Regions from separate parts of the Mus musculus genome. Here all the other regions are linked to region 2. The links are chromatin contacts, called in public Hi-C and promoter capture Hi-C maps. All regions are on one chromosome and are shown on one strand. The core of a region is the stretch at or near the end of the contact, and the rest is flanking DNA. Distances in the headings are between cores, read along the strand shown. Region 1 holds the start of Cpox (coproporphyrinogen oxidase). Region 2 holds the start of Tomm70a (translocase of outer mitochondrial membrane 70A). Region 3 holds the start of Cldnd1 (claudin domain containing 1). Region 4 holds the start of St3gal6 (ST3 beta-galactoside alpha-2,3-sialyltransferase 6). Region 5 holds the start of Dcbld2 (discoidin, CUB and LCCL domain containing 2). Region 6 holds the start of Nfkbiz (nuclear factor of kappa light polypeptide gene enhancer in B cells inhibitor, zeta). Region 7 holds the start of Ftdc1 (ferritin domain containing 1).

Region 1 (3,684 bases), core at 527-3,026, 1.5 Mb before region 2:
TTTTCTTTAAGGCAACAGGTCACCGTAGAGTCATTGTTCTCAAAGACTAATGTCTGAGTTGTTTTATTTCTAAGAAGCAGGGCACCATATTCAAGATCACACCACCGGAGTGATTTAAGTGCTGACCATGTTTCTGACATTCTGAGTTCTCGGCATATATTCATTAACTATGAAACAGAGGTGGAAAACAGTAACTTCCAAAGGTTACACAAAGCTGGCTATCTAGTGTTTGAGATTGTGTCTGGGTCGGTCAGTGACTTTTACCCTAAAACATTACAAGATGAAAAACCATGAAAATCAGACTGACTCCCATTTAATATAGACGTGGTAGCATCATAACTCACAATGGATTGATGATATACTGTTGTATTTCCAGCTTGGAAAAAGTCAGAAATCCTCAAGTTTAAAATTAAGGCGGGAGGGGAGAACAGGGAAGGACTACTCTGTTTGGAACAACATGGCCACCAATACATGACTCAACATGAATGGCATTCTAAGGAATCCTTCAAGAAATTTGATGATGCAATTTAGTAAGAACTACTGGAAGACTAATCAAATATTCCTTATATAACCCGCCAAAAAACAGTAGGGAGACTCTTGACATAGGGAATCTAGCAGACATAAAGGATCAGTGTTTCTTCTGCCTCTAATAGGGCAGGGACAAATGCACCCAGATGGATAAATAAAAAATGTGTGTGTTGGGGGGGGGGGGGGGGGGAGACGTGTTCAGTAACAAACTGAACATGAAAGCTTCACTTTGCTGCCTGCAGATGTTCTTTAACAAACCTATAGAAAAAAAAGTGCAACTATGAATTGCCAATATTTTCAAGTGACTTGTCCTACATTGTTGGCACCTCTGGGTCCACATCTGCAAGTAGAAAGCGAATGGCTCTCTCAATGTCAGTCATTCAAGTCTGTCCCTTCTGACAGATCACCCCCCACCCCCACCCCCCTGTAAAAACTGTTCTACTTTAAATCCCCAATCCTAAACTGCAACTGGTGCCCAACCAAGAAACAGGAGCTCTCTCCTCACCTTCTTTCCTCTCCCACCGGTCCACAGTGAAGTCGGCAACGCCATCTACCTGCGCCAGTGCCCGACACACCTGAGCCTGGGTCTCCATAATCATCAGCTCCATCTTGGTCTTCATGTCCTCCGGCCTCCTCCGCAGCTCCCGCAGCTCGGTCACCGGCGAGGACATGAAGGTGCTGCAGCGGCGGGCCAGCTCGTCCCCGTCCTCCTCCCGCCGTCCAGGTGAGGGGCTCCGCGCCCCCGAGCTCTTGGGCACCATCTCCGCCCGCTGCACGTGCCCAAAGGCGGCGGCTGCCAGCCCTGCCAACCCCGCCAGCGTCGCGGCCAGCCGGGTCCCCAGCCCGGACCCGCCTCTAGCCCAGGGGCCGTAGCCCAGCCCGCGGCGAGGCTGGGGACCAGCCGTGCCAGGCAGCTGGCAGACGCGGGCGGACGCGCAGCGCGGGGACGCGGCGCGCAGCTGAGCATAGTCGCCCAGCACCGCTCGCCACCAGGGGTCCGAACCCAGGCGGCCCAGCCGCAAGGCCATCTCCCGCCGGGACTGGGCAAATCCGATCCTGCAGACCCACCGGAGCTCCCAGGGTCCTGAGACCCAGACTCCCCAGCACTGCTACGTGGAGTTCGGAAGAGCTGCTGCGAGTGTAGGTCGCAGGCTGCTGGCGGGAGCCGAGGAGGCTGCTGGGAACTGTAGTCCCGTCCTATCGCCTCCTGCACTCGCCTGACCGCTCCCGGAAAGAGCAGATAAGACTGCACCCTGCGCACAGAGGTGGGTCCTGCTGCTCGCACGCGGGCCTCCTGTGCTGCCAGAGGACTGTGGAGGTGCTTGGACTGATAAGATAGGCGCTTTAGTCACGTACACCTTGGATTGCCCTGCTCGCTCACCCACAGTGAGCAAAAGTGGGGTTAGAAGGCTGACGACAAACGGGCAGAAATAACAACTCGGAGACACACCCCTTGTCTTCGTCCTGGCTGTGGGTCTGGAGGATGCACCCTTGTCCCTGTGCTTGGCTTACCCAAAGAGTTCAGGGTAGTGGGCTCCTGAGTAGATCCAGAGAAAATATTCGCACTCCGGTTTACTATCCTGGATCTCTGTTCTTCCCCATAGCCCTACCCGTTGAAAATATGAGGACAGAAGCTCACACATTTAATAGTTTTGTTCCAAGCATATATCATTGCCAGCATTATTTTATAGTATCAGAAGGGCTCATTTGCCCTTTAACTATCCTTGATGATTCTAATTTCTACTAACAAATAATAATCGAGGCCACTGGTTATTCTTTCACAAGCTTCCATTCTGGCTGTAGCAGGAATTGGAGCTCAGTGGGTATGGTTCTGACCGATATGTTCACTCCCCTGCTTCTTACACAAATGCAACCACAAACTACCTGGAGCAGCATGCGTGCTCAGGCCTGGCAGATGTGGCAGGCAAATGAATTCACGAGAAGTGACAAAGCTTGCAGAGGAGAGAAACCCTTAACTTTTAGCTGTAGTGTGCCCTGGCTGGAGGCCGACTTGGAAGAGAAGGAAAGATAAGAATTATCTTTTGGAAGGTTGCCTGGGTCTGGCTGGGCCTCCTGGTGATAAATGAAGCTCTTTAACGAAAAGGAATCTCTCTAATTTTCTGTAAGAAACTTCTCCTTTATGATCCTGCTCTGCTAATGTGAAGCTAGCCAAGAATAAGCCAAATGGGAAATTCAGGAGACTTGCCCAGACAAATAACTAATTGTGTACTTACCCTGAACAAATTGTGTACTAGCTTCCAGCCTGTTTGGATGTCTCTCTCTCCTGTTCTCTGATTCCACCTTAATCTTAATGTACAGTGCTTACTGGAATCCTTAAAAACAAACAAACAAACAAACGGATTTGTATGAGAAAAAAATAAAAGCCACCATCTTCCTAGAAGGGCATAGTGGCACACATATTTAATCCCAGCACTCAGAATGCAGAGTCAGGTAGACCTATATGAATTTGAGGCCACCCTTGTCTACTTAAAGACTTTCAGGATGGCCAGGGCGACATAGTAAGACCCTGTCTCAAAAGAAACAAAACCAGTCACACACACACACACACACACACACACACACACACACACACACACCTCTTCCTGGTAAATTACTCCCAAGTCCTATTTGTAGTATATGAAGATGTTCCCTCTATAAGCAATTTGATGCATCCAAAAGCTGCCTTGGACAAATAAGAAGTCAGTAAGTTGTAAACAGAAGCTATGCAGTAGGGGTGCTCGTCTGCGTGTAAAATTGGCTCTCTATTGTGTACTATGATTTCATTCTCTGTGTAACCCCACAAGCCAGGACATTCTGATGAGCTGTATGCTATCTCACTAGGTACAAACATACAACTCATCTTCAAACTCCACATGCTTCTCCGAATCCTTGCTAATTTGATCCTTCCCCTGTTAAAAATAATGAATTTTATGCCCTGATATCAGTGTATTCATTTTCCCTTTTAAGAGAGAGTTTGATGAACCCACTTTATTTCTCTGGTATTTCTCTTTATTTCTATGCATGCACGCATGTGTAACAATTAGTAACAAGGTATTGCTAAACTTGACCTTGTTAGAACTCTAATGCCGTTGAAAGAGAAATTAAATTAACAGAAAGTGAAGGTTTTGAGATTTTAATATTTTGCCCTAGATTTAC
Region 2 (4,004 bases), core at 1,392-3,891:
AGGGTCCTGGTAACAAGCTCATGTTCTCTGCAAGAGCGATATGCACTCTTTAACTGTTAAGACACTTCTCCACGCCAGCTCCCCTTATTCTTAATTTATGATTACTATAGAACTTAAGAACTTTTATGTAACGTTTACTTATTTACTATTCCAGATTAAAATGAAATAGAAACTTTAGATATGAAATTTTCACATGTACAAAATTTCACATCTATGGAAACAATAACTGAGTCAAAGAAGGCTCTTGACAACCACCTTCACGGGCACTCACAACCACACCATTTCTTAAACAGGCACTTACAGGTTGCTTTGCTAAAAATGCCCTTAAAATCTCACTCTGGCCCATAGGTGACTGAAAGTAGGACAAGAGCATAACATCTCTGCATTCTGTCCCCTTCAGCTCAACTGAACCCAGAGGTTAAGTCATTGTCCTTAACCTTTTCCTCGAGTCACCTTGGATTCCAGAGCACCCCTCAGACGAGGGTAATTATCCTGGATGTTGAGTCCATGCCCTGGGACATACGCAACTGTCTTACAGGGACCAGACTAATCCCCTTAGGAACCCTTCCTTCAGCCCTCACCAGCCCTCACAACTGCCATACCACTTCTTGACCAGAGCTGCTTCATTTCCATACCTCTTGCCCAGATTCTCCCATCAGTTAAACCTTAAAGGTCTGGTGAGTAACCTAAAAACTTGGAAGTTACTGGAACCAACTGACCATCCCTCTTTCCAGTATGGCAACACTAAACAAATCTTTGCTTTTTGCCATTATTTATCTCTGTAAAGGGCTTCTTGGAGTGTGGTTGCTCATCATAGTTTGCTGGGGCTGCCAGTGCTGGGCTTTCATCCTAAAAACTTTGGTTTAACATTTTAGTGCTGGATGAAATAGAAGGGACCAAATATTTTAATCCTCTTAGCCTACCAGGATGACAATGACATAAACTGAGCTTACCAAAATAACAATGCTGGACAGGACAATGTAGAATGGCATCTCCTCAGCTCTCAAAGATCATGGTTCCCTCCAACATTGTAAGTTCTGGTTAGAAATTGGCTGTTTAACTTCCCCATAGGAGAGAACAAACAGCCTTCCTGCTAGCTAGCACGGTGACTCACACACAGTAAGTACTATCCCTGGAGTCATATACCAGAGCCTCTGAAGCTACTTAGGAAAAGAACAACGTGTCTTCAGGCTGAATGGGATGAAAATGCCTGCCATTCATTTAACTGTACAGTTTTTCTCATGAGTGTTAAGTGCACATAGGATGCGTGTGTATAAAGAATTTCCTCAGGCACATACCTGGTATTTATTTACCTGTAAGTTTCTCTGAACTTGGATTACTCTGGTAATACCACCACAGAATTCCTGACCCAGTAAAGTCCCTTATCTCACTCAATCTCAGTCCATGCCAATTCTCCACACAGCCGTCAAACTTGTCAAAAAGATTTAATAGTCTGACCACCAGATCCGATAGAGCAGTTTATCACTCCAATGCTTGTTATAACACCAGAGACTCTTTATCAGGCTTGGACACATGTATATATATGTCCAGGTGAAATAGAACATTTTAAGATGTGCAGCGGGGGTGGGGGTGGGAGGCACAGTTCCTTAAAAACTGAACTATTTCCTATATACAAAGCTACCTAATGATTTTTTTGAACTTTGTAATAGTTGCTAATCTCCCTCCCCAAACACACACACACACACACACACACACACACACACACACACAATCAGAGCGAGAGAGAAACTCCGAAAGAAAAATGGCTTGTTTTTAAAAGGTTCTTAGCAAAGTTCTGGTCTTGGGAAACACAATAACAACTCACGGTACAACTCCAATCGTTCCGTGAAATTTGCCTTTCTTCGCTTAATGGAATTACTATATTTGTGCATGTTTCCCATACCTACATACTAGGGATAAATGCTGTGTCACTTAGAAGAAAGGCAAAGTATTCTGTTGGATCCCAAAGGAAATTGTCAAAGAACGTCTCTACGCTAGCCAGCCTGGAGCTGCTATTCCATTCCCTATAAAGGCAACCAGAAACGACTCTAAAGTCACTCGGCAGTTTCCGACCGGTGGGAGGGCCCCTCACCCGCACAACGGGTCAAGGAAAAGCTGCATCCGCTCGTTTTCACCTCTACGGCCCGGGCGGCTTCTCACCATTTCCAGGGAGTCCCCAGAACCGTCGTGGTGGCCACTGCCCAGGGCCGGACTGGCCCTGCCCTCGGGGGTCTTCCGTTCACTGTTGCGCTTCAGGCCGCTGGCGTCGCCCCGGCCTCCCGCTTCCCGGCGCCTCCGCCTTCGGCTCCACAGGTACATAGCCCCAGCACCCAGCAACAGGGGCGCCCCGATGGCCAGCGCCACGTGCCATCGCGGCAGGGTCCCCGCGCCCGAGCCGGGGCCCGCAGTCCCACCGCCACCGCCCACTCCATTTCCAGAACCGGGCGCAGCAGCCGCCGCCATCGCCGCCTCTATGGGCTTAGAGGCGGCCATGACGACTGTCCTCCGCCGCCGCCGCGCCGGTCGCGGGCGCCACGGTCACCGGGCAGCGTGGGGAGGAAGCCGGGAGCGTGGAGGGAAAGCAACGCGCGAGCGAGCACGCTAAGCAGCAGGAGCGGACGACAGAAAAGGGCCAGAGGTCACCGGAAGCCCGGGGCATGCCGGGCTAGACCGGCGGCTGGGCCCGCCCCTATCTACTGTACAGGGGAGAACCACTTCCGGGGTCAGAAGGCCTGGCGCTCTGGGTGGCTTTTCCCTTTCCTCTTGCAGGCGGTTGCCTAGAATCGCTCGGGAGGTCTCAGGCCTTGCGTGACTGCAGACCTCTTCTCCAGGACAGAAGGACCCGTGGCACTGTCGCCAGTGCGGCGAGGAGGGGCGTGGGGGGCCGTGTGCAGCAAGTGTAGAGGGACAGCTCCCTGTAGCTCTGTGAGTGGGCGGGACTTGCAGAAGCACTGTGAAGGGAATTGGCCAGCAGGGATGGTGGGCCTCCCAGTTGATTGGTAGGATCGGGGAGGGGGGTGTGGCTACGTTGGTGCCTGTTAAAGACTGAAACTGTGGGAGGGGGGAAAAAGGGTGAGACCATCGTGCTGTGTAAACCAGCTTTGTATATTTCTGCAATAGCCAGATTGTAGTTTGGACAAATTTGTAGTTCCTGGGACAATGACAGAGGGCAAAGACTAGATGGAAACTGGGGAAGGTAGGTTGACTCATGGAAGTGACTTGCAGCCTGTGTGCTGCACCTTTAATAGTTACAAAGGGCAAGGATGTCTGTTAGAAGGCTTTCCTATTGGCTTTCCTCGAGGACCCCGGATCACCGCAGGCATCTTTACGTGTGTATCTTAAAATGGATTCCACCTGACATCTAGCCCATACAACCTTCCCTGGAGCACAAGTGTCTGTCACAACACTTTGAGTTTGCTCACTTATTTGAAATAACTTAAATTTTTAAAAAAAATTTATTTCATTTATATGACTACACTGTAGCTGTTTTTCAAGCACATCAGAAGAGGGCATCGGATCCCATTACAGATGGTTGTGAGCCAACCATGTGGTTGCTGGGAATTGAACTCAGGACCTCTGGAAGAACAGTCAGTGCTCTTAACTGCTGAGCCATCTCGTCAGCCCTGAAGTACTTTTCTTAAGCCTTCATGAACTCTGGATCTGGTCTCAAAGCATGAAGTCTACTTTGCAAGGTGTTTGGAATTCACACAATTTTCAAGAAAAAAAGGCAAAGCATGGATAATTAAATGTTCCAGGCTATGGCTCTTCATTTCAGGTTTGAACATCCTTTTGTCAAACAAACAAACAAACAAACAAACAAACAAACCAAAAAAACAAAAACCAAACACCCATAGATGGTCATTTGGCTTTTAAGTACCACAGGATGCTCACCATAATAGCATTACATGAAGATGCAAAGGCCAAGTTGTGTCAACGTGGAGTGATTAAAATAGAATGTTCCAGTTTGAAACTTCAGGGCCTTTTCTCTTGCGTCATGTTGGTTC
Region 3 (3,661 bases), core at 840-3,339, 1.6 Mb before region 2:
ACTGTTCAAGCGAATTCCTCGTGACATGTGGCATGAATAAAAAACAATTTAATTGGCAAATAAGTATGAGGATTCAAGTGTTGATCACAATATGAGGTGCCGTGGTATCATCGGGGACAATGGGATTGCACGGAAGTTGAGGCAAGACAATGATAGGAATAAAACAGATGCAGAAGACTTTCTTAGGGGAAGGAAGCACAGACAAGCTTGCACGTCACTGGGCCATCATTATTAGGACGTAAAGGACGTACCTGTCCTTTCCGGTGGCGCATACCAGTGAGTGTTTTTGGGTATGGTGATGCACCGTCTCCACAGCCCCAAGCTGCCGTTGTATCGGAACAGAACATCGTTGTAAGTCTTCTCATCCGCCTCGTCACCGAGGAAATCTTCCCAGGCGATTTTATTCGAGTCACTTGAATTCTCTTGAATGGGACTTCGATACTCATACCAGAAGTCCGTGCCTATGGAGGCCGCCATGTAGATGGTGGAAATCAGACTAAGCACACAAGCAATCACAAACGCAGTAGCAAAACGGTTATCCATTCTGGCATTCAGACTGCTCTGTTTTAAGTTAAAGAAAGAAAAGTCAGACCTCAAGAGCAAATCAGAATATGCTAAAAAGAAAAAAAAAGCCCCTTTACCCTACTCCCCATCCCTTCTTTCCATAACGCAATGCATTTATCGATGTAAAAAATTTACAAACAAAAGGGCAACAAATGTTAAGTTTAAAACAAAAGGCATTCTCATGAAAAGTACTTATTGAATGCTCACATACCCAAGATGCTACGGAGACAGAAGTCTTGTTCTCTAGTCTATCACCTGCATACTAAAACAGACAACACTGAAAAGGACATACACATTACAGGTACAAACAACAGACATGCCCATGGTCAGCAGTGCAGCGTGCACACCTTAAATGCAGAGTGGATTTTTACACAAGCTATAAACATGCTATGTGTTTTCAGGCTTGTGTGAGAAAAAAGACAGCAGAATAGGAAACGAAGACCCCCCAGCTTTTTTAGTGGGGAGGCTTACAATTATAAATAAGGGCAGAAGTGAGGTGTAAGTTGGAAATCAGAGTTGAAGGTGTTAACCCGAGGGGAAAGTTTAAATGTATGTCATAGCAAAGAGAGCAAAAACACCATGTTAGTTATCAATCTCCTTCAATTCAATTAAAGCTAAGCCAAGCCTCTTGACACAACCGGATTCTTCACTCCTTACTCTCCCCGCCCCCCATTCCATTACACACTTCTCAACCTCCCAAACTGTAATACTGCTCCGTATATCCTAAAATATAGCACAGATCCATAAAAACTAAATAATCCCTACTCGCAAACAGAAAAGTGACTTAGGCAAAATCTGAACACTCCCTAGGCGTGGACAGGGCTCCACGGCGGTAGTAAATGGCCGCGGTAAAATGACTCAAGGCAAGATCACGCTGAGTCAAACCCTGCCAAATGTATGCACACCGTGACAGCACCAAACCCCTCGTCTCAAGCACCCGTGAAAACAGGCTTACAAACTGGGGAGCGGAGTTTGGAAAATGGGGAGTGACTGGGGAAAAGACCGGGGCGACTACAGTCATCAATAGCCCAGCAAGTGCGATTTGTATTCTGATTCTCAAAATTCTCGTCCATCCTGGTGCTCTCGGATGACCTTAAAGGCCGGGTTCTGGAAGCTGCGCCTAGCGCAGTCACCCTGGGCCGCACAGCAGGGCCTGGCATGGGCGGGCGGAGACCGGCAGGGCTGGGCGAGCGCCCTGGGTACCCGAACCCAGCCAGCCCCGGCCCCTTGGCCCGGAGCCCCGCCCCTCCCCGCCCCGCCTGCCGCTCCAGCCCCCGGGCCTGGCCGCGCCAGCAAGGAGCCCTTTCCCCAGGTCGCGAGCCGAGCCGGCCCGCGACCCCGCGAACTCACCGCCCATCCTCTCACTCCACCGGCTTCGCCCTCCAGCTCCGACCACAGCACCCTACTCTCCCCGCGCCTCCTCTGACGTACTTCCCTGCAGAGCCCGCCCCCTCCATAACTCCCGCGCCTCCGCCTCCACCTCCACCCCAGGCCGGGCCAAAGCGGCCCTGGGCCGAGGGGCCTTGTGGGACTTGTAGGAATACTGGAGGAGAAGGGGCTAGAGCCAGAGGAGAGCATGCCTGACGACGCGCGAGGAATTGTGGGGAATGTAGTTCTCTCCGAAGAAAGAACTCTGAAGATCAGTGAGGAAAGCTGAAGTCTTAACTGCGGGATTGTTACACCTCAAAAAAGGAGGGACCAAGCTCCAGAAAGTGATGGGGGAGGATCTTTGGTCAACCATAGTCAAAGGCTTTGATTTAGCCGAGATCTAACGTCGAGTCTTCTGTTTTCCCTACGATAACACCCTACCTCTAAAAATCAGTACTACGGAGTTGATGAACTTTAATGGAACTCTACTCTTCAAATATCAACCCCCCTCCCATTTCCTACATCGTCCCTCCCATTTGAACAACGTGTTCTTCTGTTTTGTTTAAATGTAACTAAGGATCTAACTAAACTAGCATTATAACCTGATATAATTACGTTATTCTTGTTTGAAGAAATCTGTTATTTGCTCTCTACTGTAATCAAGTTCCCTGTTTGTTTCAGTTGTAAAAAACAAAACAAAAAAACAAAACAAAAAAAAAAACCCAACTTGTAAATCCGAAGGATACTAGATTTCAAAAATGTTACTTTAAAGTGTGAATGTAATATGAAATGGAATTTAGAGATCATTTTCAACAGAAAAAGTTGTGGGTAGCCTCGGAGACAGATGGCTGTGTGACATGGAAGCAATGGAATGATTCTAAGCCCTCAAATACTTCACAGGAATTTCTAAACAGGTAGAGAAGATTTTTTTTTTTTTTTTTAAGTTAGAAATCGTTTGCCTTTAGCTTGTGGTTCCGGTTCACCATCACAGGCTGTGTCTGGAAAAGGACTTCTGGCAGAGCCCAGTATCCACAAGGCATGACTAGATTTTCACGGATAGCATCAAATGAAAACGTAATTTGCCTCAGGTGTCATCTTGAAAGCTCGATGAGTGTGTAGAGTCGAATAGTGAATCCACAGTAAGACTTGTGAATGCACTTATGCAGCAGATGTCTTCATCCACCGGCCTTCATGAGACGTCTACTTCCTGAAGTAACTTGTGCAACCAATTCTGGTAAAGAGACATTTTTTAAGAAGAAAAGAAACAGCCTAAGTTTGTAGACAGAGAAACTGAAGCCCATGAAGATGAACTAACTTGGCAAACATCAACACTGAGGTTAGTAAACCAATCTTAAGACACTGGACAATTTACTTCATAATCTTTAAGATAAGATTGCCTTTGGTTTTCAATATATGGACTTTTGAAAATAGAATCTATAGATAAGAAAATGTAAAAAATGTCAGGCAGAGGACCTGAGGATTGTTAAGGAATCATTAAAGCATTATTTACAATTGAATGTCCAGTGTTTGAATAAGATCAGTAGAAGTAGCTTTTTACAACTCCCGATTGTCCCAGATGAAGAGGAGAAGCCTGTCATAAATAGTGGTAAGTGTTCTTGCACACCTCAGCTGGCTTCCGGACCTGTCTGCTAACTACCCAGCTGCTAGACTTGCCAGGAGGGCATTTCAATGTGTTTGTTTAGTCGTGTGCTCTGGAAGTTCTAAGTCC
Region 4 (3,841 bases), core at 56-2,555, 1.4 Mb before region 2:
AATCTAGGAATGCCCCTCCCCATCGCACCACTACACAGATGGGTATCCAGGGACTTCAGAGTCTGAAAAAAGGGAACCGAGATTTCCATGCCAACCTAGATTACACAGGGAAGTGCGGTCAAAAACAAATCGAGCACACAAAACCTAGGAGGTCAGGAGGAATAAAGCAAAATGCGGGTTTCATTTTGAAGATCATGAAGAGAGCATGGGAGAACTCAGCAGAAACTCTAAAAGTTTGTGGTAGTTTTCCAGAAAATTTATCTAGATGGACAAATTCCAGGACTTTTTTTTTTTTTTTTTTGACTACCCTGGTGTTCCAAGAGCCAAGCATATAATTACAAAAGCTATGTGAGTTATGTCAAAGGTAATCTGTAGAAAGGGTAAGAATCGGAATGGTTTGAGCCCTTTCCATGTTTGGATTGGAAAAACAAGTGCAACTTCCTAGGGCTGTTGGTATAATTAAGGAAAATACTAGAAGGTCCATCACACGAGTGGGAGGACTTCGCTGCCACTTGACACACTGTCAGCTTTGAGTTACACCCAGCTCCTTTCCTCCCAGACAGTAGCGCTTCTCTCCCGGAGGTGGATGGAGGTCATTTGATTGCATGTGAGTATTTGACCAGACACTGATTTTTAAAAAGCATTCAGAGCTATGCAAGTCTGAGGGCTTTCTTAATACAAACTTTTTCCTAGTGAAGGCTACAGAAAGAAAGGATAGGGAGAGAGGGAGGGAAGAAGAAAGGAAGAAAAGGAAAGAAGAAACGAGGAAAGGAGTGAAGAAGTGCCCCTTTCATTCTTTCTGAGGTAACGTCTTTTTAAAATATAAGATGAACTATATATATGTCTACACCTACTCCGCTAACACTTTTGTCTTTGAAGAGCAGAGGCAGGAAATTGTGTAGCTTTGTGAACACCTCTCCCTTTCAGCTAGAGACCAAATTACCCACTGTGTCTGATGTCACAGACAGTCCAGGGTGAAACTAAACTCTGTTGCTTTCTGCCTCCCATAAGCGCCTGAAAGGAGAGCCCCTTACAGCCTCCCGCCTTTGCTCCCGCAGCTTTCCCAACAAACCGGGGCAGGATGGGAGTGTCTTCTTGGCTCTGGAAATCAATCCTCCTACCTTGTCCTGAAGCCACCCGCCGCCCTTTCCCGGCCCTCCCTTCGCAGTGATTTTCCTGTCGGGGACTCCCAGCGAGAGCAAGCGGCTGGTGACCGCCCCGCCCTAAAGGTAGGAGCCAGAGAGCACGGCTACCGCCCCGGGGGTCTCTGAGCCCACCGGCAGCCACCGGGCAGCACTTTTCGGCAGGAACTTGGGGGCGGCGGCCACCGAGCATCTGGCGCCAGCAATAAGGAGGAGCTTCCCGCGGCGTAGCACACAGCCGCCGGGGGACCCAGAGTCCGGCGCTGAGAGCTGTAAGGGGAACGTTGGCGGTCTCAGCCTCCGGGCCACACTGCGCCTCGCTCCGCTCTGCTCCTTCGCCACATCGGGGGTAGGGGTGGAGGGAAGGGATCGCGTTCTTGTCACCCCGCTAGCTCAGGCTTCCGCTCGCCGCCTGCTCGGGACCCGATGCTGCAGACGCCACGGGACAGACAGAAGCGCGCTGCGGAGAGCCCTGTGCATGCCTCTGCGGTGGCCGAGCTCGGGCCTCGGCAGGTAACTCTGCGGCTGGCCACGCTGCGGGTCTGCTTAGCTGGGGGTGCGGGGAAGACTGCGTTCCCCGACCCAGCATGGGATTTGGGATGCTGCCCAGGCACTCCGATTCTGCAACCGCTGCGGAGTAGGGAAGGGGACTCTGCGCGCTCTCAGACCCTTCGTCCTCTGCTAAATCACCGGAGCGATGAGGGAACCTTGGGGCCCTGAGATCCTCCAGGCAGCAGGGTGTGCGGGGTGACCAGCCAGGAGCTCTCCTGTAGGGTCCCAGAGCTGCTAGGGAGAACCCAGAGAGAGTGGTGCTCCGGGGCGCTAGGACTCTGCTCTCCTGGATCGCCCCCAATCTATGCAGTGGGAGACCCACAGGAGAGCATGGTTCCTCGATCACCATTATTTCTGAAAGGGTCTGTAAGCGAGGAAGGGTGAATGAGCCTGGAAGGTTCTTTTTTACCTTACTGAGTTTTCCAAGAAATCTTTCTTGGTACAATAAAACTAAACCTAACAAAAAGCCGAGACAGTTTGTTTGGACTGAAGGGCAACGGTGAGAAAACTGCAGTTTTGGCTGCTGTGAATTTTTAAGAGAAGAGAGAAGAAACTTGCTATTTTGCGGTCGTTGCCTAGGGAGCTCTCGTGGGCTTAGCCCCTTCCTTGCGCACTGTTATTTTGATTTAAAAGAAAAATCTATAAAAAGCGATTTCTAGAAAATAAAGAAACTCCAAGTGCCTTTTAGGGATCCTTAGAGGAAGCCAGGAGAAGGGCAGCCAGGGTGTGAAGAATTGTGTTTAAAGGTGATGGGACAGGAAGGACATGGTAGGTGCTAGCCTATTAGAAACCACGTAGATTTCAAATTCAGGAGTCAAGTTTGTTTTTAAGAGAAACACCTTAATGCCATGAATAGTGGATGGTTTAGAAAATAGCAGGTCCTTAATGGCTCCAGTGCCCTGACGTGCCGACCTTCAGGCTTCTTCAGTATGCCCTCAGATGGCCATGCCTCCCTATTAGGCTACCCTGACGATTTGACTTTCCCGGTCTTCAAATCCAGAATTTCCTTCCAGCTTCTAACCACGGAGCTATCTTTTTATCGACATGGTGATGTGAAATATTTGGGAAGCTCTGATCAATCAAGGCTTTAAGTGTCACAAAAGATTGCTTTTGAAAGCAAGATCAGAAAAATAAATAAATAAATAAAAATAATAATAATGCCTTAGATAGTTAGTTTGACTTTGAATAAGGTTATCTGTTTCAGAGGCACCTTAGATAATGGCGATTTGGGATCAAGGGAACTTTTATGGAAAATGTCTGTATGATTCTGATCTGTTTTCCCAAAAGTTGTATTTTATGACACGGAGCAAGGTTGGCATGTGACAAAATAGTACACAGGGCATTCTATATGTCAGTCTTTATGGTTCCATACCATGGTGCCAGAAACAGGATTGTCTCAGTTTTTGTGGTGGCAGGAACTCTTTCCTGATGGCAACGCCACTCATTGTAGTCACCTCAAACTTGATCAAGAACTTGACTGCTGTACCCTCGGGCTAAGGAAAAGGTTCTCGGAGAGAAGTAATGAGGGTGAGAGAGAATAACAATCTGTTTTCTCCCACGTCTGAATTTCTTTTCTTGGTCACCCAAAGTAAGAGTTGCTGAACTATCTCTCCTTGCCACACTTTCTGGTCAGACACTAGGGGAGTTCCTTTTGTGGGAAGTTGAGAAAAAAAAAAAAAAAAAAAAGGAGGAGGAAAGCAATCAGCTCTTAGGAAGTTTTTCTCATCATGAATATTGAAAGCCAGTGTGAAAAGGTCCTGTTCTCCCCCATTCTCTCTCCTTCTCATACAAAGTACGTAGATGACATTGGTTTGTTTGTTTGTTTGTTTGTTTGTTTTTCAGTAGCAGGTAAAAACTCGAAAGACTATTCATTTATGTGCCTTTTATCCCATAAGAATGGAAGGATTTTTGTTTTCTTTTAACATGGTAAGAATTAAGGCCTCCAGATGAAATACAAGAAAGCTAGATATTTCCCCCAAAGCTAGAGGGTCATTCCTGACTTCCAGGTTGTGGAAGTAGGTCTAGAGTTGGTATGGAGAGGATGGGAGCTGCCCTGGGATGCAAGGCTACAGAGAAAAGTAGTTTCCAATGAATCCTGGGTGACTTGTTGCATAGCCATTCATAAGGTAGGGTATTATTCTTCATGG
Region 5 (3,775 bases), core at 514-3,013, 1.3 Mb before region 2:
CATTTAAAATAAGATAATGTTGCATGTTACATCAGTCTGGGAATGACTACTCCAAAAGATAATGGTGTCCTATATAGCTGACTCTGTTACTCGAAGATTTGTTTTAAACATGACGTGAAATTCTAGATGTAAGCCATCTAGAAATGTTCAAACACAGTGGACTGCTTAAATGGTCATATTCCTTTCTACATTAAAATATGCTGTATTCCCTGTGCATCGGTTTCCCTCTGCTGGGAACGGGATAACTAACTCACCAAGCTGTGTGTTAAATGCACTGATTTACACAAACCACTTAGTCCCGGGCCTCCCACACACACTAAGCTTCTGTAGCCATATAAGTCTGTCTCCCCACCACGAGAAAGAAAAACACACACATAGATGCCAAAACTTCAGAGGCTTCCACACTCTAAAACAGTAAGCGCTGACTGAAATCTGCCTATTAGACCTCTAAACCTTAGGTTGCTCAGTTTAAATGTGACTATTAAAGAGGACAGTTTACGTTTTTCTCTTAGCGATTACCTCTCACACGTCCATCAAGGCTGCACCTTCCCAAGAGACAATCCCATGACCTTGAAGATATTCCTTACTGACAAAAAGTGCACACAGTGGGAAGCTGAACTGAGAAATGGAAAACGTATTTCAAGAAACTCTCCCTAGCAATTAGTAACAAGAAAAGCCATGGAAGAAATAAAGCCAAACAGAATGTGGTACGCTGCCCAAAGCAGCAACACTAAAAAGTTCAGTCCTGTATTCTCTTTCTATTGTTGATGATTTATCAACCAACAGTTGTTCCCGCTTCTGGAATGGGATTGTAGAAGGAAAAGAAGCTTTGTCACTTTCTGAGAAAGTTTGCGCTTTTGGTAGTGGACCGCTACTCTGGGCCACTTCTGTGTTTGATCAAGACAATCTACAAACCACGGTCCTCAGTAATGGGCAGGTGCTCTGAAGAACGAATTGCAAACGTAAGCAAGGCTCTAGAGAGCACTGCAATTTGCTTCATTCGCGTTAGAACCTGGGCGCTATCCCTAAGAACAGCAATCCCTGCCTGTCTTTAATAAGCTCAAGATGCTTTTTAATTTGCTCCCGACTCCGTCCATCAGTCCAGAAGGAGACAGCAAGGAGGCCTCCACGGCAGGGTCTCATACGTCCCTCTTTCACAGAAATGAATGGCTTTGCGGAAAAGTAAAGCGACACAAACTTGAGACACCGGGCGGCACCACCACCCCGCCCCGGTCCCCGCCACATCAGCCTCGCCAGTGTGGTGTCTCTGCATCTCTGGGTTCGTCGGCAGGTTCCTCCAACAGCCAAGAGCCTCAGGAGGCCGACCGGTGCGGGCCACCACTCACCTTGCTGGCCTCCAGCGTCCTGGAGCAGTAGGAGCAGCAGAAGGAGCAGTCGAGGCCTGGAGGAGGAGTTGCGGCCAGGAGGGAGGGGACAGCAGCCGGCGCTGGGCAGCGCGGCCCGGCCGGTGGCGGCGGGCGCGGCCGGGCCTCCGGGACCCTGGGGGCTGCGCGCGGCTCTCAGCGGCGCCCGGCTCGCCATCGCGGCGGCCGGCAATCCGCCCGCATAGTGCGCGCGCCGCGGAGCCCCGCGCGCCCGGGGCCCGCAGCACCCGGTGAGGACCGGGCGGCAGCGCAGCGCGCCTCGTCCCCTCCGCCCTGCTCCCCGCGCCCGCTTCACCGAGCTTCCCGCCCCGAGACCCCAGGCCGGAGCGCGGCGGATCGGAGGATAGCACCGGGGCCCGAGCTGGAACGCGCTCCCGCCGCGCTCGTAGACCGACCGTCTCTCGGGCGGGCCGGCCCCGCTCTCTCGCCCTCCCTCCCTCCCGCGCGCGCTGGCCACGCCTCCTCCTCATGCTGAGACCAATGAGCGGCCAGATCTGGTCCAGCTCCTTCCGTGCCGTCCAATCATCACGCCGTCTGCTCTGTCGACCTGTTAGCTCCTCTCCTAAAGCTCCACCGCCCCTCATCCGCGTCTGCCAATCGCCCTGGACCTCTGGGAGCGTCCCACCCGCCTCCCTCGATCCGGGTTCGCCCCCAAGCCGGGGCCGGGAGCGGTCCCCGCCCCGCTGAAGAGCCTGTAGTTTTTGGGACCACTGCCCAGAGAGAACCCGCCGAGACTCTCTGGTCAGTGACTTCCGGGACTTCCCCATCCCGCGCTCTCCAGCTTCCCAGAGCCTGCTTGCTCCTGGCTCCTCCCCCGTCGAACATCAGGCCACTGGAAGGGGTGGGATGGCTGGATGCTGGAAGATTTCAGCTGGGAGCTGTATTTAAGGGACTGTTTTTAAATAGCAGAGTATGTTTTTCTTAATTAAAACTGCAGTCAATTGCAGCAACATCTGCGGGTACAATTACAAATGTAGTGTTCAGTTTTTGCAAAGATAGCTTCTAGGACTTTGGAGAGGAAGTATAAAATAAGACCCGTGTTGCTGAGACTATTTAAGTCCACTATCTGTAAAATTGTGCTCAGAGAAGTCCCAGGAATTAGAGCCACTTTATAGATAATTTGCAGGTTTTGGAATGGGGAAGAAATGTCAGTACATCATGCACGTCAGAATGAAACAAGTACAAATTCAAATAATAGGCAATTTGATGGAGTTTTTGAGCAGGCAGTATGGCAGAAGAAAGAGCAGTCTTTAAAGAAGAATCCACAGAACTAGACAGTAGATTTATAAAGAGAAACCATCAGGGATATTTTTAATTAGGGACTCCCTAAAAAAAAAAAAAAAAGTATTGTACCTTTAACAAACAGGGACTTAGTAAGATAGAACAGTTTGCATAGCAAAGGAAGTAACTATAGAGCATCTGTATTACCTTTCAGTTTATGGTGGTTGATTTTTCACAGTATTGCTGCTGTGCCCTGTCCTGCTGATGACTGCCTTTAACAAGCCATAATTTCTGGCAGCTGGGTCTTCTCAACGCTAAGCAACGGATGCTGTACAGCAAACTGATACTGGCATAGGATGTCTACTACCTTGAGTGTATTAAATGTTCCCTTGACTTAACGTGTTCTCAAGTGATGGTGGGTTTATCAAATGTGACTCTTATCATAAGCTGAGAAGCACCTATACTGGGATGCAAAGCCAGAGAGATAGGCCATTGGTTAAGAGCCCTTGCTGACAATCCTTACGATCTGAGTTTGATCCTCAGAATTTACATGGTTGCTAGGAGAGAACTGGCTTCTGCAAGTCGTCCATGGTCCTCCAGATGTGCACTGTGGAACATCTCCCCTCCCACCCCCATACTAAATGAATGAATAAATAAATAAATAAATAAATAATAAAATACATGCCTTTTAAACAAAATAAATCGATATGGATATACAGCTAATAAATGAGGCTATAGAAAAGCAGGTTGTACAAATGTCAGTGTGAGAAGTATGTAGGAATTGGCTCTGGAACTCATGAATACATGTGAGAGTCCTAAACATGTAAAGCACTCACACCCGTGTTTCAGAAGAAAACCCAAATGCTGGAAAGGACTCTAGAAGCCATTTTTTTTCAAGTTTCTTGCATATTTCTCACACAATAAGCCCACCCCCCACCCCCACTCCCCAGTCATTGTATCTGCTAAACATCTATCGTGTAGCAAAGAAAGCACTACCAATATACGCCCTGGTCATACAAAGTTCAGTTAGAGAAGCTTACATTCTAGTGGAGAAGACAAACATTTTAAACAAATCCATCGTCACCAGTGCCAATTTGGAGGTGAGAACTAACAGAGCTAACTCTATGACCTACCCCAGCAAACAGCCAGTCCTAAGCCAAGGCTTCAAG
Region 6 (3,425 bases), core at 502-3,001, 1.3 Mb after region 2:
GGGGAGAAGTGTGGCTCTGAGGCTGCATCTTCAGAAGCTGGAGTAGTGTTTTAGAAGCTACAGCCGCCATGTAGCTCTCTGGAGTGTTGAATGTGGTTTGACAGTTCTTTTCTCTCAAGGCTGCCTGCGCACAGAACAAGAGCCTAACAGCTAACAATTAGGGGAATCAAATCCCCTCACCTCCCCATATTTGTTTATTTCCAGAAAACAAGCAGCTGTGCGAACGGCAAGGCGTCATTGATATTAATTTTAGCTGTGCTTTTAGTCATGCTCCACACCTGCCTAGCCCTGTAGCACCTGTGGGCTGCCTGCTGCTTACCCCCGTCAGCAATGCTAGATTTGTGGATTCTGCCTAGCAGAGCCATTTACTTACGTAATGATCTAGTTATTTCTACTTACCTCTTTGCCACTATCTCTTCTTCTAGGTCACTTTTTTTTTCCTTCTTCTTAGGCCACTAGGACTCCCCTCAGTCTCATCTTCTCTAAAACTGTTTCATTTCTGCCAGCTTCAGATTCCCTCACGTTAAAGTTCTAGTAACTTCGCTGGTCCCTGTAGGTGCTCCGCTCAGGTTACCTTTCACATTTATGCTATTTTCCCTTTGGCAGTCCTAAAAGGCACTGCGGATTCTTCCCTGACTCCTGGCCTTAATTCTTGGCAGATGATTTTCCTGCAAACGCTTTAGGGCCATCCTTTAGGGCTCATCTCATTCTTTGCGAAGACTTCCCCCTTCTCCCCCTCTCCACAAGAAAGTCTCTTTTTAGGCTGTTCACTGAACTTTGTACCTCTCACGATGTTTAATCATAGTCAGTTTCTTTTCATCGGTGTGTGTATACCTTATCCCCACGTGTTAAGATGTTACTTGAAAATTTAGACTTAATCATTCATTCTTTCTCTCCCTTAAAAATAAACTTCCCTTGACGGTTCGCTAGTTGGATTTGCGGCGGAAGTATAAACATTGAAAAAAGTATTCAAGGTAGAGGCATCAAAATCCCTGTGTTTATCAGGACTAGGTCAAGTTGTGCAGAATAAAACGTTACATAATACGTAAAAAATAATATAAAACATACAAAGAATATACACGCATATATGCGTATTCATCATTTTGCTAGAAGCTTTTTTCTAGTATTGAAGGATACGAAAGGGTAGTCATTGCTGTTTATTCTAATACTGTACTAAAAAAAAAAAAAAGATTGCTTATGGCCCAGATATGAAGTTAGAGAAACTGCAAGAGCTCTGAAATTGAGTCCAGGCCAGAAAGTCCGCGGGCAACCGCTTCCAGGTTTGGAGGCGGGCTAAATGTTGGAGGCAAGGGAGGAGACTGAACTCTGCACGCACCGCTCTGGCTTCCCACTCCCCGAACTGGGCGGACCTGTTCTTGCAGCAGCCCGGGGCTCCCGCTCGCCCCCGGGCATCGCAGCCCCTGCGCAGACAGCGGTTGCCGCGGACCCCGGGCCCCTGGGGATGCGGTGCGTCCAGCGAAGGCCAACCGGGGAAACTTGGAGCTGGCCCCGACGGGGGTTCGGGGCGCGGGTGCTAGCCGGGGTTTCCAGGTGAGCCGCCGGAAAACAACCGGTCGGCCCGGGCGGGGCGGGGCGAGGGCGGAGGGCACATTGCCTCATCCCGGGCATTTTACTGGAAACTAGACACATCCGGAGGCGGGGCGGGAGGCAGCCCAGGCGCCGCCTCACCGGGCGGAGCGCGGAGGAGGAGGTCAGTTCATTTAAATAGCCCGGTCCCCTCCGGGCGCGCACGTACTAGTCGCTCTGCCGCAGCCAACCGCGTAGCCATCCGGTGGCGCAGGTGTCTGGGGACCCCGAGCGCCTAGCCTGGGAGCATGATCGTGGACAAGCTGCTGGACGACAGCCGCGGCGGAGAGGGGCTGCTGGACGCGGCCGGCGACTGCGGCCTCATGACCAGCCCGCTCAACCTGGCTTACTTCTACGGCGCCTCGCCTCCTTCCGCCCCCGGCGCCGGCGACACCGGCTACCTGTCCGCCGTGCCCTCCGCGCCCGGCTCGCCCGGCTCCGACTCCTCCGATTTCTCCTCCACTTCCTCCGTGTCCTCCTGCGGGGCCGTGGAGTCCCGTCCCAGAGGTGGCGCCCGCGCCGAGCGCCCTCAAGGTACCCACCCGCGAGATTCCTTGCCCCTCTATTCGGGGTTCACACGCTGGGAGGATGGGGAGGGACTTCCCTCCACCCCCCCCCCCCCCCATAGTCGAGACGTTAAGCGGCCCCTGTGACTTCCTTAGCGGCCGGACAGACGCGAATAGTCATGAGTGATTAGATGCCTTGTCCTGATTCTGGCACGTTGTCCTTGCCTAGACCTCTGCGGAGTCCAGCGCCCAAGGGACCCTGAGGGCTAGCGCGCTGGCTTCCTGGAAAAGAACTTGAGAGCCTCGGATTCTCTTTTCTTCCATCTCATAACCTTTTCCCTTTTCACTTCTCCCCCGACCTCCGAATTCAAGAACCTCTGAGAAATTATAACACTATTATGAGGTTTTTGGAGCTGATGGAGAGAGATGTAGTTTCCTTCTTGTAACTCTTTCAGTGAGAAGCAGTGGCAGAGGGTAAAGCGTTGGGAACTGGATTTTTAAGACACCCGTATTCCTAATCTATTTGTAGGGATGAATCAAAGAAAACCCACTTTTCGGGACGTAGAGGAAAGCCTGGTTCAGAAAAGTGATTTAGTGTTCTGCGCTTAGTTTACGATGTTGGCGGTTCAGAGGCCTGCTCAGAATTCTGATTTTCTCTGTGTGCTTGAGAATGGAAAAGTTACATCTAGCGAAGCCCTTTCTTTAGCTGCGGGTTGTATGGTTTCCTTTCTTCACGAACCGAGTTGCATAATTTGGGGGGGTGGGGGAGGGAGAAACAGGATGCAGCTGTGGGTAGATTTAAACACCGCCTAAATTTTCTCAGTTGTTGGAGCTTCTCATCGCAATTATTTTAAAGAATGACCCCTTGCTGTTCCTTAACACTGGCTACTCATAAGCTTTGGTTGTCTTTTATTTTTAAAAAGTTATTTTTTGATTTAAAACACTGTGCCTTAAGCCACAGTGTTGCCCACAGCTCCCTGAAAAGCGCGGTGTGCGTGCTTTGACAGCCCTTTCTGAAGTTTGTAGGCCCGTGGACATCTGGCTGAACCCATCGATTGTTTCTAGTTCTTGGTTTACCACACAAGCCATGGGAGATTCCTGAAAGTGCGTTTTCTTCTCCCTATGACGTGGGCATGGAAGTTTTAACTCTTGTCACTCCAGAGGAGTGCTGTTAGAGTCTGGCCATTGGGGTGTTTGTGGGAATTCCTGAACTTGAATAGAAAGGCTATTTAATCATTTTATTTGCCCTCGTCACTGTCTCTATGTCACACTTGTGGCACAGATAGCCAAATTATGCTTTGTTCTCCGTTCGTTTTCCTCTTTATGTTCCAA
Region 7 (3,954 bases), core at 958-3,457, 1.5 Mb before region 2:
CCATGAATTCCAGGTTTACTAACTTGTAGGTTAGACAGTATAAACTTGTCACCGTTACCCACAAATTGCTGATCTTCCAAAAAAGAACCACAAGGTTTGAAGAGGAGGAATTGTGGTCACGTATCACCTAGGCAAAAGCTGGACAGGAAGCTGGAGATGGCTCGGGGGTTAAGAGCATTTGCTGTTCTTGTAGAGGCCCTCAGTTCTGTTCTCAGCACCTACATGGGGGCTCACAACTACTCTGGCTTGAGATTCAAGGGATCCAATGGTGTCTTGTGACCTTCTGACCTTCAGAGGCTAGGCACACACATGGCGCATATACATGTACGTAGGCAAACCCTCATACAATAGCATTCAAAACAACAGTGGTCAATCTGCACAGGTGCCACATTCTCAGACGAGTCTAAACTCTAGAGCCCAGCTATTCCAGAATTGCTAGCACGACTGCCTTTCCAGGAGGGCTGCTGTGGAGGACCTGATACCTTGGGGAATGCTTTTTTCTCTAGAAAATGCTTTTCTCTCCCTTCTTAAGCAATGATCAACACCTGTGCCATGAGCGCCCTACAGAATTTCCCAGAATTTTTGGGAATATTCTTATACCCTTTCCCCTGAAGGTGTGTCCCTGGACAGGCACTACCTGGCAGTAGGTTAGAAATGCATTGCCTCAGGCTCCACCAACCACACTTCTGCATTTGAACAAAGTTCCCTGCAAATGATGTTTTGAGAAGCACTGACTGAAACCACCTCTCCTTTATAGGAGTAATCGGAGACTCAATTGGAGTCTGTTGAGTCAAGAAACATGGATCTGATCATTTCTTCTTTAAGACTACCTTGTTTGACTCCAACCAAGTTTCAAAGTTTAACTTCTCCCTCAAGGAGGAAAAAAAAAAGAGGTTTTTTTTTTTTCACCCTTCTCCAGGGGTGGACTTTGAGGCAATTGCTATTCAAACTGTCTCCCCAAATCAAGATATTTGCTGCTCACCCTCCAGAATAGCGTGGACTGCAGGGTAGCACCTGCCTAGACAGATGCCATTTCCATTCATTCCAAGAAGGCAGGGGTTAGCTCAAAGTTGGGATCTTAATTTTTTTTCCTCTACATGTATGTCTGTGTAAGGGTGTTAGTTCCCTGGAGCTGGAGCTCTAAACAGTTGTGAGCTACCATGTGGGTGCTGGGACTATCCGAGTCCTCTGGAAGAGCAACAGCTCTGGAAGAGCCCCCCCCCATTTATTCATTCATTCATTCATTTTGCATACCGATTGATGCCCTCCTCTTGGTTGCCCCCTCTCAGAGTCCCTCTCCCCACCCCCTTTTCCTATGAGAGTGGGGCTTCCCAGATATCCCCCCACCCCTAGTGCATCAAGTCTGCAGGGTTAGGCACATCCTGTCCCACGGAGGCCAGACAAGGAAGTTCTGTCCCCAAAGCAGCCAGTGTTCTTAACTGCTGAGCCATCTCTGCATGTCCTGAATTTTAAGCTTTATTCTTATGTCAGATGTATTTTTTTAACAGTGACTCAGTACATTTCTAGAAGCACCCCATTATCAGCCATAAAGAATGGTGAAATCTGTACATGCCAAGCCACAAAGAGACCCTTGAAAGAAAGAATAAGGAAGGAGCCAAGAAGATGCCAATTGCAAAATTGGGAAACAGCAGCATGGTCTTGTAGCTACAGCTGTGTGTGCTTATTACAGCTGCAGGGGGGAATGCCTTTTTTTCTGCTTCCACTTCTCCATCTTCTGTCTGCTCACAAGGCCAACTTGAAGTGCCAGTTTACCCACAAAATCTGTATGCCTCTTCTAGCTGGAATAGGAGATTTCAGAACTCAACCATATTCCACAGTCAGCTCAATTATGTACGAAGAGGGAAGGGGTTGTAGTGTTTCCTATAAACAAGTGTTTTTGTTTGTTTGTTTAACATGCTCCTTAGATTTGATGTATATCAAGCAGGCTATGCCATCATCATTCCAAGAAAACTGAGAAATTTAAAATAATTCGCATTACCCTTCAGAACGAGTATTGAGAAAATTAGAAGCTCCAATCCCTCTTTGATACATTGTCTCTCTGCTCGTTTTGGTTTCTTTACCCAGACACAGTGTCCTTGTTGGTAGATTAGCAGCTGCAGTCTCAGGTGGCGGTGATTTCAACTTGTTACAAGGGGTGGGTTGTATCCACTCCTTAGTATTTAAGAGCCTTTCCAGTGAAGTGGGTAGCACATCTTCTGGCTGAATTCTCCTATTGCTGAGATGGGACCTAAGAGAAGGAAGCCCATTCCGGAAGAGGCTTTAGCTTATATTCATCGAATTGCCTGTATGCAGATGAACCTCAGTGATGCTTATATGTTCTTGGTTAGTAGAGCTCTTGGGCTACTATGAGGGTAGACTTTGTTCTGATCTGGGTGATGACACATTTACTACCTTCATATCATTGGGTATCTAACATTCACATCTTCACATCTAACATTAGGTGAGAAGGTAGTTCAATGGCGAGGCTTTGGTGATTGAGAACTGTGACAGCAAACTACAAGCAACAAGAAGGGGAATCAGTTCTTCACTTGGGTTCCCAAACAATAGCCAATGGTAGCAGAATAAGCCCTTTTATAGCTAAATGCAATTTCATATTCACGGTCAACATGTATGATAAATCTGCTCTTAGCTTTTTAGTAAATTTGTGCTAGGCTTTTTTTTTTTTTCCTTTTTTGAGACAGGGTTTCTTTGTATAGCCTTGGCTGTCCTGGAACTCACTCTGTAGAACAGTGGGGGCTTTGAACTCAGAGATTCTCCTGACTCTGTCTCCCGAGTGCTGGGATTAAAGGCCTAGCCTTCTGGTAATGTTTGTCTGTTTTTAATGTATTTATTTTTTAATGTACAGTAACGTTTTGCCTGCATGTATGTCTGTATGAAGATGACCAATCCTCTGGAACTGTTAGATGGTTGTGAGATGCCTTGTGGGTGCTTGGAATTGAACCAGGGTCCTCTGGAAGAGAAGCCAGTGCTCTTAACCACTGAACCATTTCTCTAGCCCCCTGTGGTAGGCTTCTGTCATGGATCTATACAGTCAGTGGATGAAACTGATAATGTTAACAGGTCTGATCCATAGAAAATCCATACTGTAAAAAGATTAGAAACTTCTCTGAGTGGCTGCTCTTTGGGGCATCCTGAGTTCAAGAAGATAGAAACTTCTGGAATTCAAAGGACAAGCAAGACACTCGGAACATCCAAGACCTCTTCTAGATGACCACTGAGACAAGAAACTCTTTTCATGAGATTCCTACCTGAAATTTTAACTTCTGTTACCCTTCTCCCTTCCCCCAAATCCTCACCTCCGTCCTAGGCTTGCTTGTACAGCGATGACACGACAATGACTAGTTTTGGAGCATATTCGCAGGACAAGGCTTCAGTGAAATGGTTTTATGCCAAAAGAATCCTGGCATACATCACCGAAAGAGGTAATAAGGTCTGCATTCCGGAAATTCAGGTGACTGTAATTCTACTTTAACAATTTCTGCTGGGGCTTTTTTCTAAATCTAAAATATAGGTGCTTGCTATTTAAATGTCCTAGTTAGGTTATTCATGTTCTTAGTAACTGGACGTGAGTCAATAGCTTCAGGGATGAAACATGTCCATTAAATACCTGTCTGGCTTTTCTCAATCAGCCAACCACACAAATCTCTGCATCTGCAGCACCAGCATCATAGGTGAATGGTGAAATATTCAAGTTCATGACTCTCGCCTTGCCCAAGAAACCTGATTGTGAGTAGGGCCAAGAAGCTGTGCCTTAACAAACTCCTCAGATGGGCCTAATGCTCTGAAGAGCTTAGAAGCAGGGCTCTCGTGAGTCTTCCCAGAGCTATTACCCTCCTTTTTCAGTTCACAGAAACTTTAGGTAGACCCTCAGGTATTCATTATGTTTGTCTTGTCAGTGTCTTGAACTACACTGTTCTCACTAAGTGCTGGCAC

The links. Promoter capture Hi-C pulls out the DNA fragments that hold promoters and counts their contacts. Hi-C and Micro-C count contacts between places; a contact is called where the count stands out from the background. Capture Hi-C pulls out chosen DNA fragments and counts their contacts.
Region 1: a contact with region 2 is called in a promoter capture Hi-C map of liver, with 8 times the contacts expected there. The contact joins the promoter of Cpox here to the promoter of Tomm70a in region 2. A contact is called at or near these places in 7 of 39 promoter capture datasets (the 3T3-L1 cell line, cranial neural crest, embryonic stem cells and 3 more), 5 of 484 Hi-C or Micro-C datasets (B cells, CD4 T cells, cerebral cortex and 2 more) and 4 of 115 datasets of contacts at active chromatin or transcription factors (astrocytes, embryonic forebrain, large pre-B cells and 1 more).
Region 3: a promoter capture Hi-C map of liver shows a contact between it and region 2, with 7 times the contacts expected there. The contact joins the promoter of Cldnd1 here to the promoter of Tomm70a in region 2. A contact is called at or near these places in 11 of 39 promoter capture datasets (the 3T3-L1 cell line, 3T3-L1-derived adipocytes, the C10 cell line and 7 more), 5 of 484 Hi-C or Micro-C datasets (B cells, CD4 T cells, LSK cells and 2 more), 3 of 115 datasets of contacts at active chromatin or transcription factors (astrocytes, fibro-adipogenic progenitors and large pre-B cells) and 2 of 9 other capture datasets (adipose tissue and liver).
Region 4: a promoter capture Hi-C map of liver shows a contact between it and region 2, with 2.3 times the contacts expected there. The contact joins the promoter of St3gal6 here to the promoter of Tomm70a in region 2. A contact is called at or near these places in 4 of 39 promoter capture datasets (the 3T3-L1 cell line, liver and pre-B cells), 1 of 484 Hi-C or Micro-C datasets (B cells) and 2 of 9 other capture datasets (adipose tissue and liver).
Region 5: a promoter capture Hi-C map of embryonic stem cells shows a contact between it and region 2, with 3 times the contacts expected there. The contact joins the promoter of Dcbld2 here to the promoter of Tomm70a in region 2. A contact is called at or near these places in 5 of 39 promoter capture datasets (cranial neural crest, embryonic stem cells, hippocampal neurons and 1 more), 3 of 484 Hi-C or Micro-C datasets (muscle stem cells, pre-B cells and uterus), 5 of 115 datasets of contacts at active chromatin or transcription factors (astrocytes, embryonic stem cells, neural progenitor cells and 2 more) and 2 of 9 other capture datasets (adipose tissue and liver).
Region 6: a Hi-C map of liver shows a contact between it and region 2, with 2.6 times the contacts expected there. The contact joins the promoter of Nfkbiz here to the promoter of Tomm70a in region 2.
Region 7: a contact with region 2 is called in a promoter capture Hi-C map of liver, with 6 times the contacts expected there. The contact joins the promoter of Ftdc1 here to the promoter of Tomm70a in region 2. A contact is called at or near these places in 4 of 39 promoter capture datasets (hippocampal neurons, liver and pre-B cells) and 1 of 115 datasets of contacts at active chromatin or transcription factors (astrocytes).

What each region holds. Positions count from the first base shown.
Region 1 is chr16:58,668,300-58,671,983 of GRCm38.p6, reverse strand. It overlaps Cpox (coproporphyrinogen oxidase), which reads right to left and starts at 1,776. Exons shown (of 7, transcript NM_007757.2): 1 at 1,034-1,776. The coding sequence starts at 1,556.
Region 2 is chr16:57,120,351-57,124,354 of GRCm38.p6, reverse strand. Tomm70a (translocase of outer mitochondrial membrane 70A) reads right to left here and starts at 2,641. Exons shown (of 12, transcript NM_138599.5): 1 at 2,161-2,641. The coding sequence starts at 2,493.
Region 3 is chr16:58,726,338-58,729,998 of GRCm38.p6, reverse strand. Cldnd1 (claudin domain containing 1) reads right to left here and starts at 2,089. Exons shown (of 6, transcript NM_171826.3): 1 at 1,915-2,089; 2 at 776-826; 3 at 252-561. The coding sequence starts at 543.
Region 4 is chr16:58,520,890-58,524,730 of GRCm38.p6, reverse strand. It overlaps St3gal6 (ST3 beta-galactoside alpha-2,3-sialyltransferase 6), which reads left to right and starts at 1,305. Exons shown (of 11, transcript NM_018784.3): 1 at 1,305-1,655.
Region 5 is chr16:58,406,523-58,410,297 of GRCm38.p6, reverse strand. Dcbld2 (discoidin, CUB and LCCL domain containing 2) reads right to left here and starts at 1,763. Exons shown (of 16, transcript NM_028523.3): 1 at 1,347-1,763. The coding sequence starts at 1,542. It overlaps 4930461C15Rik (a long non-coding RNA gene), which reads left to right and starts at 1,767. Exons shown (of 4, transcript XR_384912.2): 1 at 1,767-2,126.
Region 6 is chr16:55,820,464-55,823,888 of GRCm38.p6, reverse strand. Nfkbiz (nuclear factor of kappa light polypeptide gene enhancer in B cells inhibitor, zeta) reads left to right here and starts at 1,751. Exons shown (of 12, transcript NM_001159394.1): 1 at 1,751-2,121. The coding sequence starts at 1,836.
Region 7 is chr16:58,615,231-58,619,184 of GRCm38.p6, reverse strand. It overlaps Ftdc1 (ferritin domain containing 1), which reads left to right and starts at 2,207. Exons shown (of 4, transcript NM_001033404.2): 1 at 2,207-2,343; 2 at 3,329-3,472. The coding sequence starts at 2,242.